Regions from separate parts of the Sus scrofa genome. Here regions 1, 3 and 4 are each linked to region 2. The links are chromatin contacts, called in public Hi-C and promoter capture Hi-C maps. All regions are on one chromosome and are shown on one strand. The core of a region is the stretch at or near the end of the contact, and the rest is flanking DNA. Distances in the headings are between cores, read along the strand shown.

Region 1 (2,925 bases), core at 2-2,501, 160 kb before region 2:
AGGTCACAGATGCAGCTTGGATCTGGTGTTGCTGTGGCACTGGCTGGCAGCTGTAGCTCCAAGTAGATCCCTAGCCTGGGAACCTCCATATGCCATAGGTGTGGCCATAAAAAAGCAAAAAAAAAAAGGGGAAAAAAAGAAAAAGTGGAAAAACCCAAGTCTCAAATAGTAAAATGACCCCCCCCCAGGGCCGCTCTCCACTGTATATGAAGGGGTCCAATTGGAGTTGTAGACCCCAACCTACACCAGAGCCACAGAAACACCACATCTGAACCACGTTTGCAACCTACAACCACACCTCATGGAAATGCCAGATTCTTAACCTGCTGAGCAAGACCAGGGATCAAACCTGCAACCTCATGGTTCCTAGTCAGATTCATTAACCACTGCACCACCACAGGAACTCTGTAAAGCAACTTTCGTAAGGCTGGATAGTACTTTCAAAATCAAACAAAAGTCAGCTACTACTTACTGCACAAAATTTGCAGCAACTGAAAAGGGGAAAATCTACTCAGAATCCAATCTCTCCAATAGCTAAAGTTATTTTTTTCTCAGCCCAGCTTCTGTCTGGACGCAGAACTACTTTTCGTACATAGTTGTAATCAAAGCACATGTTCAACTGATGTTAATTTTTTTCCACTTAAGTTAATCAGATGTTTATATAAAGTCGACTAGTTAACTGGCAAGGAAGGGTGACCTAATAATAGCTCATGGAGTACTCAGGCCCTCTTGCCACTAAATTAGGCTGCTTGCCATCGTAACTAGCTAACCCCCTTCCTCTCATTCCTCAAGACATTCTAGTCAGTAGCTTCACCTTCCCCTGAATCCTGGGTTCTGTCCATTCTCATCCCTCTCAGAGCCATTTCTAACTCCTAAATCTCTAGGGGAATCCCTTTACTCTCCTGGGCCGGGCTTGTCTCAAAGTTTCCCGAGGTTCCCAAGAAGAGCTTCACAAGACTGTCCAGGAAATGAGGATCGCTGACCACCACGCCTCAGGGCTCTTTTTGTAGCCCCCAAAGTTTATTGAGTAGAGACTGCAGGGTCATTGTAGGGTCAGGGTGAGGACGCCTGGCCAGGCCCTATTCACGTGACCGGACCCAGGAGGAGGAGTTCGTTTTCCCACCAGAGGGGGCGCTGGGGGCAATGGGCGGGTAGCCAGCCTCCTCCCTTCCCCGGTACTCCGGGCATTGCTCGCCAGTCCGGGTCGTGACGTAATCTCCCCGCGCCGGGGGCGGTACGCGCTTGACGCCATCTCCGGGCGCCCGGCTGGGGGGGCGCTGGGTGTGGGGCGGCTCCGGCGCCGGGGATGGCGGCGGCCGCGGTTGCGGCGGCTCCGGGACAAGAGGGAGGAGCCCGGGGAGCGCCGTGAGATGGGCCGGTGAGTGTCGCCGGGAGTGGGGGCTACCGAGTCGGCCTTACTGCGGCCAATGAGGCCTGGGCTCGCAGCTCTGGAGGAAGTGGCCCCCCGGAGCCGGTTGCCCCGCGGACCGAGGGAGCGAAAGAGGCCGCGCCTAGACCCCCGACCGCTTCTCACTGGCCCGGCCCAGAGAGCGGCCCCAGGCTGTGTCCCTGTGGGCCGAGGTATCCGAGTCCTGGGGGCGGGAAGCTGCCCCCAAACAAGGAAGCATTGCCTGCGGGGCCTCGCCCCTGCCCCTCTGCCTGAAAGGTCGACCCCGACTTTCTGACCGCAGATTTCCCAAATTCGGGCCCTTCCTCTGTTGTTGAGAGGACTGAGGGTTCACGGGAAGCCATAACCCCTGGTCTCTTCTAAGCTCCTCTCTTTCTGGCGGGCGCACCTCTCTCAGCGAATTCGAGTCTTAGGCTGGGATCAGCCTCTTGATTCCGGGCTCTGCTGGCAGTGTTGGCAGTTCTCCGGAATGGTCCCCCTTTCCTGTTAGCTCGGTTGGGCTCGCAAGTTAGGTCTTCCCCTGGAGAAATCCTCATTGAGCCCCTACAGTGACGAGGTTTCAGATTCCGAAATGTGTTTTGCCGTCGTGGGAACCTGGTGCTCAGGCTTGGCTCTTTGTTGTCATTCCCGCAGACCTTTTGCCTCTTTCAGTCCTTTTATTAGCTTGTGATTGGCTAACCCCTCAGTGACCTAGAGGCAGGTTTTCTTTAATATTTTAATTGTATGGAGCAAGGATCATTCTGGGATTGAATGTGTGACCCCAGTTTCTCTTGGAAATGAGGGAGAAAGCTAACTGCTTTTCACTTACTGGAACTGCTGGCAAAGAGGGTATACAGACTGTGCCCACTGTGAAAAGTTGTGTTTATGGAACCAAAGATTTGTGTTTCTACCTTGTTTTCCTGTCTTGTCGCATTTATTGTACCCACGCACCGTGTAGATCTTGAGAGAAATGTCTTCAGTTTGGTTTGAGGCTTGCAGGGTTCTGTAGGACTTGGACAGCACAGTGGGTAGTTTCTCCAAGTACTGGTCAGTGCTGCTTTCTCTGTTTTCAGAGGTTAAGACTCTCTTCTTCAGTGCTTATTGTTTCTGGTGTGTGAAGATTCAGATATTGACAGCTTAACATGAATTTTGTTTCCCCATTGTTAGCTAGGTGAGGATGAAGGCAATGCTTTCAGTTTGTGTCACACTTGATTCAGCACTTAGTACAAAGTTGTCACTTAGAAAATTTTACACATGCACACACACACAGGAACCTGTTATTTTTTTTTTTAAACCCTGGAAATCTGTTAATAATGCTTCCTCTTGAGTGACTCCCCCTTGACCTCTTTTTCTGCCCCAGAAACATAAATAATTGTTCTTTTTCCTCTAGTACCGCTTTTCTCGTTTAAATAACCTCCACGTCTGTGTTTTCAACAGTGCTGAATCAAGTGAAATCCATGAGGTTGATTTTTCCTGCTTCCCTTTGTTCACATGGACACAATTTGAGTCTTCCACATTTATTTGTGCATTTACCTAAA
Region 2 (2,932 bases), core at 211-2,710:
GGATCTGTCGAACCACTAGAATTCAACCAAACAGCAATTTCTGCGTGTTACTGATAAAAAGAGGAGGAAATGGCAGGAGAGCAAAGTTGTCATCAGAGTGAGTGGGGAGGTGAGGGTGTGAGAGTGGAATTGAATAAATGTTGAAAAAAGGAAAGGGAAATTGAGACCACACCTAAGAAAATGTCTATAGCAAAGGATAAAAACAAGGAATTCAGAAAGAAGACAGACGAGAAAAAAAAAAATTTGGAAAGTTTCACTGCTAAGTAAAGAAAAGCAAATTAAAAGATGTATTTTAGGAGTTCCCACTGTGGCACAGCGGAAATGAATCCAACTAGCATCCATGAGGATGTGGATTTGATCCCTGGCCTCTCTCAGTGGGGTGGGGGGGAATCTGGCCTTGCGTCAGCTCTGGTGTAGGCCAGCAGCTGTAGCTCTGATTTGACTCCTACCCTGAGAACTTCCATATGCTGTGGGTGTGGCCACAAAAAGTAGAAAAAAAAAAGTTATATTTTAAAAAGCCATTAAACTGGCAAAGATTAAATGATAAAGGCAAGAATGTCAGTGAAGGGACAGGCTTCATAGTCCCCCCTAGAAAACAGAGAACAAACCTTGTCTAGAAAGAAACCTGAAATACAACTCCATTTCTGAGAATTATTTCCTAGTAAATAACCAGACATACGCAGAAAGATTTATGTAAAAAGGATATTTGTCACGTTTTTAACAGTGAAAAACTGGAAACAACTTACACTGCCATCGGTAGGAGAATCGTGAAATGAAGGATGGCAGTCCTGTAACATACTAACACACTGTCACTACATATTGCGTTATAGATTAACAATTCAGATACGTGAAAAATCCTCGTAATAAAGAAAAAAGTCATAAAACAGTAGTATACAAAGGGTGATTCCGCTTTTGTACAAAACCTAACTATAATGCAAATATACATATTCACATAGGAAATAACTAAAAATGAATATCCTCAAACACCCTCAGTGGTTTTCACTGCGTGTGAACTTACGAGTGACTTTTACTCACACTGGGGTGCACGTCTTCATTTTTCCAATATCCCCGACATACCTATTTTTTATGATGCCAGTGGCTGGACTACTCCTGGCCCACAAGTGCCGGGGAAAAATGATACTTTATTTGCACGTCATCTTCCTCGCCAGCACTTCAAGGCTTTCGGCAACCCTGACACTTTCTCCAAAAAGCCGCGACGCCGGCGACTCCTTTCTTCTTCCGCAACCGCGGCGGCGACCCTAAACCAGAGTAACCCAGGGGCTGTTGCCAAATAACTCTCGGCCGACCTCTTAAGTGGACGGAAACGGAAAAAGAAAACGCACAAACGCAGTGATTAACGCGCGGTCTGTTCAGTTCAGCAGCCCAATAAGCGGAAGGGCCTATTCTACTCACGGCCAATCTTCCCCGCTGCGACCGGAAGCCTTAGGGTCACTTCCGCCCTTGTTAAACATGGCCGATCCCACCCCGCATTCCAATTAGGGGGCTGCCCAACTCTTAGACTAACCGTGATTGGTCGCCAAGAGACTCGGAAGTGTCTGTAATAAATGTCTTATCCCAGCCTCAGCGGAGGACCGTCTAGTCCAACAAGCGTGGTCCCCTTCCGCCCCGCACTAGGAACTCGCGTTTTCCGGGCTGATCTCGATGGTATCTTTGGACGGATAGAGGGGACCGCGCAAAGTATTATGGGACAACGATGGCCGCTTTCAAGGTGCGGGTTTTGGCTTTCTGAGACGTTCTGAGCGAGGAGTGGCTGCGCCAGCGCCCCAGAATCCGGGACAGAAGGTCTCGAGAGTCGGGCGTGGTGAGGTGAGTGTCCCTTCTTCCTTTCCGACCTTTTCTTACCCAGTCGTGGTGGCTCCAGGCAGCGGATATTGGTCCCTCTTTCGGGTTTGGGCCTAGACTTGGGAATCCTTGTCTTTGTCAGCCAGTGTGCCTTATTCGCTGTAGGGATATTGCGCAGGACAGCCTGCCGCGGCCTTCCTCTTTATTCTGATCAGATCCTGCATTTTGGTGCGTCCCCGCTGAGGTCCAGGGATGCTGCCCTGGGCGTCACCTGCTCCCTTCCTTAGGCCTCCGCATTAGCCCACTCCCAGACGGACTCCGAACCCAGTAGGGGTTCTTTGGGCTTCCTCTTCTCTGTCACAGTGGTATCTCTATCAGGCGATATCCTCTGCTAGAATGTCAACTCCAAGAAGGTCTGGACTTTTGTCTCTTCTCTTCTCTATCTCTAATGCCCAGAACAACGACTGGCTCACAGAAAGCTGTCAGTGAATAATTATTGAATGAATATATTCAGTTTCTTTCTTCACTATTTTCCTTATACCTCTTGTGGCTTCTTTACCATTAATACTTATTCGCAAAACAGCAGTTAACTCCTCAGCCACTCGTTGTCCTGTCAAACTCTTTTTCCTGTGCTCCTAGTACCTGTCCTTGCTGTCTTTAGGAATTTCTGGCTCCCTATCTCCTTTAATCAGTTTAAACTTGTTCATTCATTAATTCTTCACATGGTTCTGTTGTAGGCACTGGGCGTAGTAGTCATTAAGACAGACAAGGTTCTCCTGCATAAAATGACATACTAGGGGTATTTTTTCTAGTTCAGACTACTGAGCAGAGTCTGTATGTCCTACCTTCCTGGATTTGCTCACATGAGTACAGATATCACCAGTAGGTAGCTTTCCCTTTTCCCTTCTACCTAATGGCATTTTTTTTAAAATTTTTTTTGTCTTTTTGTCTTTTTGTTGTTGTTGTTGTTGCTATTTCTTGGGCCGCTCCCGCGGCATATGGAAGTTCCCAGGCTAGGGGTCCAATCGGAGCTGTAGCCACCGGCCTACGACAGGGCCACAGCAACGCGGGATCTGAGCCGCATCTGCAACCTACACCACAGCTCACGGCAACGCCGGATCGTTAACCC
Region 3 (3,122 bases), core at 389-2,888, 130 kb before region 2:
CTTTAATTAAAAAAAAAAAAACAACTCCAAATGTATACAGTAAAAATCAATTTTAACTATTTAGGGGGGAACTATGCTGAAGGCTAATGCTAATGAAATGTGTTCTCTAAGTTCTGTTTGTGTAGATCATCAGCATCAGCAGTTATTTATTAACCAAAGCAGTGAATGAATTTTACACTCTTGGTTTTTTCCTGTAAGTTTGTGGAACCACAAGTGGAAAGCTGAATCAAGTGCAGGATGCCTATCATTACTTTTCCTAAAATTTGTAAAGCTACAGCTCTCTATTGTATGAGAAAGAAAATGAATTCTTAACTATTCCTTTTTTTTTTTTTTTTTGGTCTTTTTGTCTTTTCTAGGGCCGCTCTCACGGCATGTAGAGGTTCCCAAGCTAGGGGTCCAATCGGAGCCACAGCCACCAGCCTACACCACAGCCACAGCAACGCCGGATCCACAATCCACTGAGCAAGGCCAGGGATCAAACCCGCAACCTCATGGTTCCTAGTCGGGTTCGCTAACCACCACGCCACGATGGGAACTCCCTTAACTATTCTTTAAATTTTCTTCGCATCAAGATCAGAAATTAGGAGTTCCCAACATGGCTCAGTGGTCAATGAACCCGACTAGAATCCATGAGGACACAGGTTTGATCCTGGGCCTTGCTCAGTGGGTTAAGGATCTGGCATTGCCCTGAGCTGTGGTGTAGGTTGCAGACATGGCTTGGATCTGGTGTTGCTGTGGCTGTGGTATAGCCAGGAGCTGTAGCTCCGATTCCATCCCTAGCCTGGGAACCTCCATATGCTGCAGGTGTGACTCTCAAAAGCCGAAAAAAAAAAAGCAGATAATCTTGGTGAGACAACAGTTCTATACTAAAGCTACAAGTCAGAAACAAAAATCACCATCTGCATATTTAAATCGCCAGTGTCCACTGCATCTCACAATCCTCCTAGTGGCCAAATGGGGAACCAAGCAGATGGTACCCAGTGAGACTTCACACCTGAGGGATTAAGGGGAAAAAATAAGCAAATACTCTTTCCTCCCTTTAAAAAAAGAAAGCCTATGGAGCTGTGGACTCCGGAAAATAAGCTAAAAATTATTTAATTAATTAACAATAAATAACTAGCCCTGGAGCTACATTCTCGATTGCACAACAAGATCTCTGAGGTTAAACAACAGTTTTATAGGCAGTAAAAGCTAATAAAGCCATGGATACATTGCCCTATAGTTCACTAACTCAGTTTTACTTTCAACACTGCCTCAATTCCCAGGGCTGAATCTGAAACCAACATAAAAATGTAAAAGGAGAGCCTGAACATCACCATCTGGAAGAAAAACAGGATGGGAAGAAAGGTAACCGGTGAGATTCAGGTCTACAAGAGGTTCCATTTACAAAGGGAGGCAGTTTTGTCTGTCTTTAGAACGAGGTTAAGAATCCTTGGGAGCGAGGCCAACGTCTCCCTTTAACACTATTCCTGCTCTCCCACAGGTGTTAGGTTGCAGCTTCCAGGACACACTGGACTTTAGCAAGGGAAAAACGGGTGAAATCCAACCTTTCAAAAAAGAGGGTGCATTCTTACCTCCAGCTCTGGTGCAGTTCCCACGGAGCAAAGTTAATTTGCCTGAATCCCAGTGATTTGTATCTGCCAAAAAGGAGAGGACAGGAAAGCCGGTCACGTAGCCGCCTCACTGCTCACCCTGTTCCCACTTGTGTTTGGTCTGGAGCGTGCGTATAATCAGCCGAGATGGTCCCTCCGGCATCTTCAAGCGTGAGCACAGGTAGATTCCCGGGAATTATCATACAAGAGACAGAGGTCTTCCGATGCGGCTCAGACAAACCCCAGACAACACGGGCTACTCAGAAATCTAAATTTAGAAGCCCGTTTGCGAGACCCAGACGCGGGACAGATACCCCGATCTGCACTCCCACGCCCATCCTCCCCCTCCCCCAGAACAGCCTGTCAGACGCCGGGGCCGTCCCGGCGGTGCCGACTGAGCCCGACCTGGGCCCACGCGGGGAGGGCGGCGGCGCGGACGCCCCTCCCTCGCCCGAGACCGCCGGAGAGACGGAAAGAGGAACGGCCGCCGCGGGGAGGCAGCCAGGTCAGGCCTCGTCGCGGGAGCCCGGGGCAGGGGGAGGGTCAGAGCCTGGGCTGCCCCCGCCCCCCAAGCCGGAGCGAGCCCCTGGTCCCCTCCCCAGACACAGACAGACAAAAGGGCCGACAGCCGGCGACCGAGGGTGGGGGGTGAGGAGCCCTGCATCCTCTGTCTGGCCTGGGAGGGAAAGAGTCGAGGGTCTTTTTACCCGGCGCCTCCGCGCTCCGCGGCTCTCCGGGTCCCTGGGCCCCGCCTACGGACAGACGGACCGCCGGACAATGGGCCACGGGCCGCAGCTCAGGCCGGCCGAACCGGGGCTTTCCGGGACTGGGCCCCAGCGGGCAGAGGGCAGCTCCGGGCCGAGCCGGTGGCGGGGAGCCGAGGGGTGGCGCTGCAGACGGACAAAGCCCACGGCAGACAGACAGACGGAGGGGGAAAAGATGGCGACGCGGGCGGCGGGAGCGCGCAGCTCGCGCACCCGCAGCGAGTGGGGCGCGTGCACGAGCCTCTCCTCTCCCTCCCCCTCCCCCCTACTCCAGTTCGGTCCCCCTCCCCGCTCCCAGGCGCGCGCCCGATGGCGTGGGCGGGGCTTGAAAGGCAAGGGGTCCCGGGAGGTGGGCCTTAAGGGAGCATCCAATCACAGACATTGGAGAGGGGCCTCGCCTCCATCCTCGCGCCGGAGAGACCCCCCCAGCCTCGTACACTCCCACGTCGCGCTATGGCCCTGTCGGCCCCTCAGCTCCCCTATCCTCTCCTGAACCTGAAACCTCCACCGGGACTGTCAGCTCTGAACCTGGTTTCTTACCCCACCTTCGAGTTCAGCCACAAAACCCACATCCCCCAACCACAGCTCCACCGCAGCCACCCCTTCTCCTTCGTTCAACCTTAGTACCCAACTCCTTTCCCCAACCCAAACCCTCTTCCCTTCATTTCCCTCACCTCACGGTTTCTTCGGCCCCCAAGGAGTTTAATGTGACGGAGACCTAGGGTCCACGGGCCTTTGTGGGAGGGGCTAAGTTCAGCTGTCAGAA
Region 4 (2,875 bases), core at 333-2,832, 190 kb before region 2:
ATGGGGAATAATGAAAGCGGATATTTAAAATCCAACTATCCCCAGAAAAATACAATACACGAAATTAATCCAAGTACTTTTTTAGAATCAGCCAACAAAGAACATTACTGTACAAACCAACTGAAAGTTAAGGTCACTAAGATATGTTCATTCACTCCTCTCTTCTGTTAAGCAATGCCCAGAGCAGCCGAAAAAGTTACTTTCCTTTCTATCTATGTCAGATTGAAATTCTTTTTCACAGGTAGATTTTCATAGGCAATGATATACACCATACATAAATATCAAAAAGTACCCAAAAGTTAAGTGTTCAGCATGGGAAGGGAACCCCACAAATGCGAAAACATTTGACAGCCTCTCCCTACCACCTCCTCTCCGCAAAGCCGTTTCATTAGCTTTACAAATATTTACACTCTGAGCGAGTGGTTCGACCCGTCTCCTACAACAAAACCCTAACAGGGAAACACAACCAACCGTCCTGACTCTCCCCAACAGTTAAGAAGACCGAGAGAATTATTAGTAGTTGACACCTACAGGATCAGGAGTTTGAGAGAAGATAAGCAGTGTATTGGCAGATGAGTTTAAGAAAAAAAGAAAATGAAAAAGAAACACCCGGAAAACTGGGAAAGAAGTTGGTAGGAAGGTTAGAGAGAGGCGAGGCCAATGTCCGGTTCTAAGAGAACAGCAATGCAGGTGCAGACAGCGACTAACGAAGCATTTGGAAACGCCGATGAGAGTTCTACGAAAGACCTGACAAGGGTACAAGATACAAGAACGCTGATACGTGGCACAGAGAAGACACGCGGGGGTGGGACCCGCCCGAGGTGGGACCCGCCCCGCTAACCCTAGGCTTTCTGAATGAGCCCTCAAAGAAGGATCTCAGCCTGAGAAAGTCAATGGGTTCAAGAAGGCCCACACCAGCCGGGCAACGCCGCAGCACGGAAGGCGGCCGCGCGCAGAGCCTCCCGGTCCGAGGCCTCGGGGTCGGCCCTCAAGAAGTCGAGGAGCTCCTGGGGCTCCGGGCCCCTACAGGCTCAGCCTCCGTCCTCTCTTCTCACCCCCCACGGCCTGGGACCGGACCCCTAGAATTGACAGGAAGTCTCCGGCCGAGCGCTCTTGACAGGCACTGGGCAAAAAAAAGCAGTATGCTCTTAGCGCCACGAGTGACACTCACCGGCCCGAAACCTCGAATGAAACCAGCAGCTTCGGGGGCGGCGGCAGCAGTGGCAGCAGGAACCGAACATCCAAAATGGCGGCTCCCTCAGCCTCACCACCGCTACTGCAGGCGGAAGGATTCTTAGGAGGGAGGGAGTTTTTTTTAACTAACTTCGCACACTATCGCAGAAACTTCAGTCCCTAGCTCCCTCTGCTTGTTGATCCCTTGTCCCCTGGCTGCAATTTCTCGTGCCTCCCCCCTCTTATTATCCAGGAACTCGGACCCCACCGAGGACTATTTGCCAAGGAGGAGGTGACTGCTCTGGCAGAGCGACGCAAAGCGTAGCAAAATTCGGGGCTGTCACTGATGACGCGAGACGCTGCTGCCGAGTCACCGCTGCGAAGAGTAGGAGCAAGAAAGATCCGGTCGACCCCGGGGCCCAGGGACATTGGTTCCGCTTGGGGTAGGGGGTGGGGAAGCTGGGCTACCAGGAAGTGGCGGGGCCACCTGAAGAGGGTGGGGCTTGCAAGGTAGCGGAGGAAGTGGAGAGCCGAGGCAGGTGGGGGCGGAGAACTCTGAGCTAGGCTAAGTGGGTCCTATGCCATGAGAACCCTAGATTCTTTTCCTATCTTCTTTGAGACCTTAGCATTCTCTTTAGGTTTAATTTCAGAAACATACTCCAAGTGATCTTGGACTCTGAGGTTTTATGGCACCTTGGAACGTATTTTGTGAAAATAGAGTTAGAAGGAGTTCCCGTTGTGGCTCAGCGGGTTGTGAACCCGACTAGAGTCCATGAGGATATGAGTGGGTTAAGTATCCGGAGTTGCCATGAGCTGTGGTGTACTCTGCAGACGCGGCTGGGATCCTTCCTTGCTGTCTGTGGCTGTGGCTTAGACCAGTAGCTCAGATTGGACCCCTAGCCTTGGAACTTCCATATGCCACATATGCGGCCCTAAAAAGCAAAAAAAAAAAACAAAAAAAAAAAAAAGCAGAAGACACAGAAGAACAGATTCCAACCCCAGTATCATCTCTCAACCTCCTGCATTGAACAAGACATTTAAAGTCTCTGGGACTCAGTTTTCTCATGTAAAAAAAGAGGATTTGGACTATCGATAGCTAAAACCTTTCAGAGTGTGCCTTCTCACTGACTCCATGCCATGATGACCTGCGCCAAAGACAGGCCAACTATACAGGCCAACCTGAGGCATCAGCCAGGTCCTGGCTTGATAAATAATTACTAACACCTTACACGAATATTTTCCACGTGCACATAAAGACTACCATGATATCTTGGCCTGTTTAAAGGAAAGGTGACCTATCTAAACTAAAATCATTCAGGTAGAATGGCAATAGAATATCCCCAAAAGTGAACAAAGCACAGCACCTAGCTAGATGACAAAGAGCTGAATCAACCACAAACCTTGAGTTTAGGACCTGTCATAGACAGGAGGTTTTTTTCCTTAGCCATTTTCAGGAAGGGATTTCAAAGCATTTTACAAAAATTGAGTAGGGCCACCTTACAATTTTGCTCTTGAACAATTGGGGCATGCCAAGGCTGGAAAGAAAGGAGACCAAGAGTGTAATAATAGTAACATCATTTTTATTAAATATTGATATTGCATTGTATATAATAAGTTCTTCATATATATAATTTAATTTGACCCACATGACCACCTCCTGAGTCGGACTAGCTTAGTTTTAGGAGTTCCCATTGTGGCTCAG

What was found. Promoter capture Hi-C pulls out the DNA fragments that hold promoters and counts their contacts. A called contact is a pair of places that touch in the nucleus more often than the background predicts.
Region 1: a Hi-C map of mesenteric adipose tissue shows a contact between it and region 2, with 2.8 times the contacts expected there. The contact joins the promoter of ATXN1L here to the promoter of DHX38 in region 2. A contact is called at or near these places in 4 of 47 Hi-C or Micro-C datasets (alveolar macrophages, liver, mesenteric adipose tissue and 1 more) and 1 of 2 datasets of contacts at active chromatin or transcription factors (alveolar macrophages).
Region 3: a contact with region 2 is called in a promoter capture Hi-C map of fetal liver, with 2.4 times the contacts expected there. The contact joins the promoter of IST1 here to the promoter of DHX38 in region 2. A contact is called at or near these places in 2 of 5 promoter capture datasets (fetal liver and liver).
Region 4: a contact with region 2 is called in a Hi-C map of skeletal muscle, with 8 times the contacts expected there. The contact joins the promoter of AP1G1 here to the promoter of DHX38 in region 2. A contact is called at or near these places in 2 of 5 promoter capture datasets (fetal liver and liver), 6 of 47 Hi-C or Micro-C datasets (embryonic fibroblasts, heart right ventricle, liver and 1 more) and 1 of 2 datasets of contacts at active chromatin or transcription factors (alveolar macrophages).

The regions. Positions count from the first base shown.
Region 1 is chr6:14,835,481-14,838,405 of Sscrofa11.1, forward strand. It overlaps ATXN1L (ataxin-1-like), which reads left to right and starts at 1,252. Exons shown (of 3, transcript XM_005664370.3): 1 at 1,252-1,378.
Region 2 is chr6:14,996,631-14,999,562 of Sscrofa11.1, forward strand. DHX38 (pre-mRNA-splicing factor ATP-dependent RNA helicase PRP16) reads left to right here and starts at 1,461. Exons shown (of 27, transcript XM_021093857.1): 1 at 1,461-1,827. It overlaps TXNL4B (a long non-coding RNA gene), which reads right to left and starts at 1,447. Exons shown (of 3, transcript XR_002344529.1): 1 at 1,078-1,447.
Region 3 is chr6:14,867,221-14,870,342 of Sscrofa11.1, forward strand. It overlaps IST1 (IST1 homolog), which reads left to right and starts at 1,639. Exons shown (of 10, transcript XM_021093850.1): 1 at 1,639-1,773. It overlaps ZNF821 (zinc finger protein 821), which reads right to left and starts at 3,099. Exons shown (of 8, transcript XM_021093841.1): 1 at 3,031-3,099; 2 at 1,575-1,637.
Region 4 is chr6:14,808,239-14,811,113 of Sscrofa11.1, forward strand. AP1G1 (AP-1 complex subunit gamma-1) reads right to left here and starts at 1,583. Exons shown (of 24, transcript XM_003126897.6): 1 at 1,172-1,583.